Linked DNA regions of Rattus norvegicus: region 2 is linked to region 1. Evidence: chromatin contacts called from public Hi-C data. All regions are on one chromosome and are shown on one strand. The core of a region is the stretch at or near the end of the contact, and the rest is flanking DNA. Distances in the headings are between cores, read along the strand shown. Region 1 overlaps Prima1 (proline rich membrane anchor 1). Region 2 holds the start of Prima1 (proline rich membrane anchor 1).

What was found. A called contact is a pair of places that touch in the nucleus more often than the background predicts.
Region 2: a contact with region 1 is called in a Hi-C map of Schwann cells, with 2.1 times the contacts expected there. The contact joins the promoter of Prima1 here to the enhancer-like site in region 1. A contact is called at or near these places in 2 of 12 Hi-C or Micro-C datasets (Schwann cells and frontal cortex).

Annotation. Positions count from the first base shown.
Region 1 is chr6:128,116,789-128,119,681 of GRCr8, forward strand. The region is part of intron 3 of Prima1 (proline rich membrane anchor 1); the gene reads right to left. Among named protein-coding and RNA genes, the nearest start is that of Prima1, 36 kb to the right of the region's middle. Within about 2 kb of position 1,538, at least 49 of the 93 cell types and tissues checked have an H3K27ac peak or open chromatin away from gene starts, as enhancers often do. A contact at or near this core is called in Schwann cells, where this site is marked.
Region 2 is chr6:128,153,253-128,156,145 of GRCr8, forward strand. Prima1 (proline rich membrane anchor 1) reads right to left here and starts at 1,384. Exons shown (of 5, transcript NM_001108721.2): 1 at 1,313-1,384; 2 at 581-703. The coding sequence starts at 673.

The DNA of each region.
Region 1 (2,893 bases), core at 288-2,787:
GTAATCAGTGTAGACAGTCTCTCACAGGTTTGCCCAGAGGTCTTTCTCCTAGTATTGAGATGACAGTTGATCCTATCACAGGGGCTCTGAGAGGTCTGGAAGCCATTCTGTCTTTGAACCCATTGAGAACCGGTTTAGAAGGGAATGGAATGATTGCTCAGCTGTTTAAGGGTCACTTCTCAGGGGCTGGGGAGGTGGATTGGTTTGCATGGTACTGCATAAGATCAAGGACAGGAGCTTGGTCCCATTAAGAGCCAGTGTGGTGGGGCACACCAGTAACTCCAGAGCTGGGGGAGGGGTAGTGACAGGATAGGCAGATGGTTGAAGATTATTATAGAAGAAATCCAAAGGTAGACCTCAGGCACCTAGACACACACACACACACACACACACACACACACACACACACACGCATACACGCATACACGCACACAGACACACACTCACACACTCACACACTCACACACTCTCACTCACACACTCACACAGACACACACACATGTACATGCACTCACACACATTCATTCACAGACATCCACATATACTCGCACACAATCACTCATTCACATACACTCACACAAGTCACACACTCACACACAAAATCACTCACACACACTCACAGACACATACATGTGCATGTACATGTATGTGCGTACGCACTCACACACATGCACTCAGTCACACACATGCACATACTCACATGTACTCATATATACACATGTGCACACACATGCACACACGCACATGCACTCACTCACATACTCACACTCACACACTTACACTTACACACTCACAGACATACATGTGCACACACATGTATTCACTCACACACTTATACTCACACACACTTACACACACACACACACACACACACACACACACACACAGAGGGTCGGGAGGGACAGTAATTTTCCATCTTGAGCCATGTCTTTACCTGGTGCTCTGCCTCTCAACCCTATGTGGGGTCCTCTCCAGAGGCACCCTACGCTTAGGCCCAGACTGAATGCCAGGCACTGCTGGGACACCACAGGCCTTGAGGACATCATTGACATCATTAGACACTTCTCCTGGGTTTCAAAGTCTTTGGTGACTCATGCCCTCAGGCTGCCCTAGTGGTTTGTGGCTGGTTCCCTGGGAACTGAAAGGGTTGTAGGCCTAATTGGCCTTCATTAGATTGACTATGCTCTGCTGAGGAGGACCTCCTACCCTGGTCCACAGAGCAGCCCAGGTCCACAAGCAGTGACGAACCAGGCCAGCACTGGCTTGTCCTTGTACTTCAGAAGTCATTCCCTTGCTCCCTCCAGGGTTAAGGACCCTGAACCTGCTTCCTGAACACTGTGAGGTACCTCATGCAAAGGGTAGGCCAGGCCCTGAACATGATGTCTTCATGGCCTTGGCAATGTCGCTGGGTAGAGATAACAGAGCCACACAGCTGCTTCACAGGACAATTTTATGGTCCAGTCTGTACTTGGGATGTGTGTCCTCTCTCCTCTCTCCTGTCACCACAAGGTTGTCAAGGGAGCTGTCTTGCTCCTCTAAGGTTTGAGGACACAGGGCATATTGACAACTTGTCCTTGCCCCAGACAGTGTCCTAGGATATGCCCTGGTTCTGTGTGGTTTTCTAGGGAAGTGAGGAGGTCTGTTAAAGATTTGAGTTGTTCCAGGACCTGTTTCATGTCCCTCAGGGCCCAGGGAGGCCACTGAGGCTTAGAATCGTCTCAGGGCGTCACAGCAACCTCAGTCTGAGCCTACCTTTCTGATCTGGCCCAAAAGCAAAGCTTGTCCTCGCTCAGTTCCTTCACAAGTTCCCAACTCTTCCCCTGCCTCAGTGCCTGAAGCCCTGGCACTGCTGGGCAGTTTGACACAGACCCAATGCCTCCTAAGGAAGGAGGTGTGGGGTAGGGCCACCAGTCCCTCTCACAGCCTGCCCCGCATAGAGACCCATTGTCTGTGGACACAAGGAACTGACTCTCAGCAGCTGCTAGCCATTTACAGGCGCTGGGCATCTATGGGGAGGCCTGTGCCAGGGCGTCCACCACCCATGGAGGCCTTGGGGTCAGTGTGGGGGTGAAGCTGTTTTGCATTTCTCACCTGTGACCATGGGTTGGGGCTAGACTTGAAACCACAGATAAACCACAGGGCTTTGGTGCTTGTGCAACTTGAACCCAGGCCTCACATCTAGAGTTTCTAGGGGGAAACCCAGTGAAATAAACACCATATTCGAATTCTAGGTCACCACGCTAGTGGGTGGGGGTATGCAGACAGATAATGCTGTGCTTAGCTTATCTTGTGTCCACCAGTTCTTTTGCAGCCATGATGGAAGTCCCCCCTTTTCATCGCCAGCCACCCAGGTGCCCCGGTTTTCTGCTGACAACTGGGCCAGAAAGGCAGCCACACTATGATATGGATAAAGCCTTTCTCAGTGTCTGAAGGGGGTAAGTAAGGTAGGGTAGGGTCAGTGGGTCACCTGGACTATATTTGGCTGCAAAACACAGGGGATGACAAGCCGGTCCCTGGCTGGGATGCTTAGAACTTTGGTCCTACACTCGGTATAGCCCTCAAAGCCTTGTCTCTGCCCCCAGCTTCTTCTCAGTCTTTCCTGTGCATGCAGCATCTCCCAGATGTGCACCACTGGTCTGGCCAGTCCCAGGCTGGAGATAGCCAACAGTAAGGAGTCCTCCTCAGTCTCACCAGGAGCTGTGTCTTCACCCAGATTCAGCCCCACACTGGACGTTCCTCCTCCTGGGCTTCTATCTCTGAGTCTCATAGCCACCAACCAACCCCATTTCGTCTTTCCCTTTCTCTGCTTTGCTCTGCTCCTGACTTCTGGCCTGCTAGAGTGAACCCATCTTCCTCGCACCCAGAGGCTCCTCCTCCCTGGGTGTCCATTGCT
Region 2 (2,893 bases), core at 134-2,633, 36 kb after region 1:
GAGGACATCCTATGCAATCATTTCTCCGCCTCGAGTAATTGGAGTTGGTAGCTGCTTGCTTGGTCTCTGCCCTGAAGACTGGGAGGCCAAAGGTGAGAGTTTGTCCTCTGGCCATTTTGACAGCCTGTATTCTGCATGAATGGTGGGTCACCATCTACCTCCCCAGCCTCTGCTCATAAGAAGCACAGCCCTCACTCCAGGTTGAAGAAAGTTGGAAGGCTAATTTGAAGTTTAGAGGTCTAATCTGGTAGGAAACAAGGCACCACTATGGGATTGTTTTTTGTTTTTGTTATTGTTTTTGTTTGTTTGTTCTTTATAAGTTCGTTTCTTTCCCTAAAAGCTGCAGTTGAGTTCACTATGAGGTCTTAGTGCCTTCCTATATCAAGTTCAGTCCTGCAGGCCTTAGACCACAGCTGAGGCTCTTTGAGAAGTTTCTTATTTTTCCAGGGTCAGAGCACGTTAGACTTGACCAGTTTTTCTTTCTCCTCAAGTCTCCCCAGGACCACTCAGTGGGTGGCTGTAGCGGGAGCTCTGAAGTGACCTTTACCCCCTTCCCAGGAGGCCTCTGCCCGCTTCTCACCTGAACTAAACCCCAGAGTGGGTGCAGCGCACAATGCAGCAGAAGTGAGGGCCAGCAGCAGCCATGGCGCAGCACCAGGTCCCGGAGAAGCATCTCGGCCCGCGGCGCCCACTGGTGAGCTAACTGTCAAGGGAGTAAGGCTTGAGTCAGGTGGACACTGCATAGGCACGGTAGCATCAATTCAAGAACCACGCGATGAGCACTCACTTGCCCCGCACTTTGGGGCACCTGCGCAAATCAAGTCTTCATCTTCCTTCCAGCGCGCGCACATACTTGCTGACTCTCAGTGCTTTCCCAGAACTCACGCCCTACCTATCCTGGCGCACACCTCTGCCCCTTCAGAATACTGCATGCACACCTTGATCCTATGCACACCTCCAGAAACATCCAAACACACTTACTGAACCTCATACGACCCAATAAACGGTCATGCACAACTCTGACTTCAAACCCAGCGAGAATCACTCGCTCTGCGCGCGCACGCACTGTGACCCCCATGCACCGCCACCGACTCCCGCCCGCACACTCCTTGACTCTGCTTGCACAGTACCACCAAATCACTCGCTGCGTGTAGTCTCCCTGCCCCAGGGACTTCACTGCGCACACTGTCACATAGGCACCTCCGTGTGTGTCCCCATTTGCCGCCCAAACCCCAGTTACTGCTCCCAGGAAGGCGTAGGTTTTCCTGCACGCCCCCATCACCGCCCGCACCCCTCCGATGCCTCACGCCACCTTGCCTGGTGGCGACCCCCACCGATCGTCGACACGGAGAAGGGAGCTCAGGGTTCCCCCCACGGCAGCTCTGTTCTCAGCGGCTGGCTGGACAGCCCCCATTTAAAGCCAGCCGCCTCCCCAGTCCCCCGCCCTCTAGGCGGGGCCTCCAAGCTCACCCTGGCGGCTGCGCGCGCGCTCGGGGGCTTCACTTGCAGAGGACGAGCGCGGGCCGCTGAAGCAAAAGTTTGCGCGCTGCGTGGGCCTCCAGGGCAGCTGATCTGGGAGACCGGGGCGCGGCGCGCTCGCACGGGGCTCCAGGCTCCGCTTGGCCGCGCGCGGGCCGGGAAAGGCGGTCACCTCTGAACCCGTGGTCCCGGTCGGGCTGCCCAGGCAGAGGGCGGGGAAAGTGTCCTCGGATCCTCCGCTAGCCGGCTGCACAAGTCCTCCTTCAGCCCGGCCACGGGTCCCTGCGCCGCCCCGGTCCCCGCCCTTCCCGGTGGCGCCGAGCGGCTACCCGGGGCGCAGGGTACCCGGGGCCCGCTGGAGGCAGCGGGCGAGAGGCGCCGGCCGGGAGCACCCGCTCCGGCAGCAGGGCCGCGGGCGGAGGCGAAATAAATAATGCACGAAAAAGGAAAACAGACGTGAGCGGAGCCAGAGCCTCGCCCGCCTCCCTCCCGGGCTGCGCTCCCGCCCGCGCTCCCCGCTGCCGCGGCCGCCAGCGCCGCTGCAGTGATTCCTCGTCTCCATCTAGCGAGGCTATTGTGTATTGGGCGCTTAATAATTTATTTATTCACCCTAGAGGCCGAGGACTCCCAGTGACAGTGGCAACCTGCTTCTGCTTGCCCTTCCCTCAAGTTCATCCTGCAGGCTGCGGGAAGGTAGTAGTAAGGTCTGACAAGTGGGGACCCCTCTGCCCGCAATCATCGCGGACGCCCCTCAGGTTCTTCTTGTGCCGAACTGGGATGGTGCTGGCTAGCCCTCCCAGCAATGTGCCTGACCCTGACCTCCCTCCTTTTGGCTGTCATGCCCTCCAGACCTCTCTCTTTACTCAGTTGCGTCTTAGGGGGAGTTGCGACGTTTCAGGGACCCAGAGTTTTTCCGCAAACTCCTGTTGGATGCGAAATTATCAACAAGTCGGTTCTTCAGGAAGGAACTGGTTGGATCTCCTTCAAACAAGCTGCTTGCTGCTCCTACCTCACAGGAACCTTCCCAGGCGCCATGCAGGCGCCCTGCTCATCTGGTGATAGCGCTTTATTAAGTGCTCTGATTGATGTTCCGGGGAGGTGGGGGTGTGACAATTCCAGTCAAAGTCCCAAAGAGCTGGGCAGTCCTGTCTGGGGTTGGATGACAGAAAGGGAGGCTTATAGTGGAGGATAGATATCACAGCCCACTGGTTAAGAAAGTTACTTAGTTCCCCTTGGCTGTCTCCAAGGGCGCCCTTGAGTCACTCCAGGTAAACTCACACTTAAGTACAAAGTGCTTCGCAAAGCAGGTTTCAGACCAATTCTCCGGGAGCTTCCTTCATCAGAGCACAGCAGCAAGGCCTCTCCTCCTCCCGGCATGCCTAGGTGATGAACTGGTGAGCCCCATACATGTCCA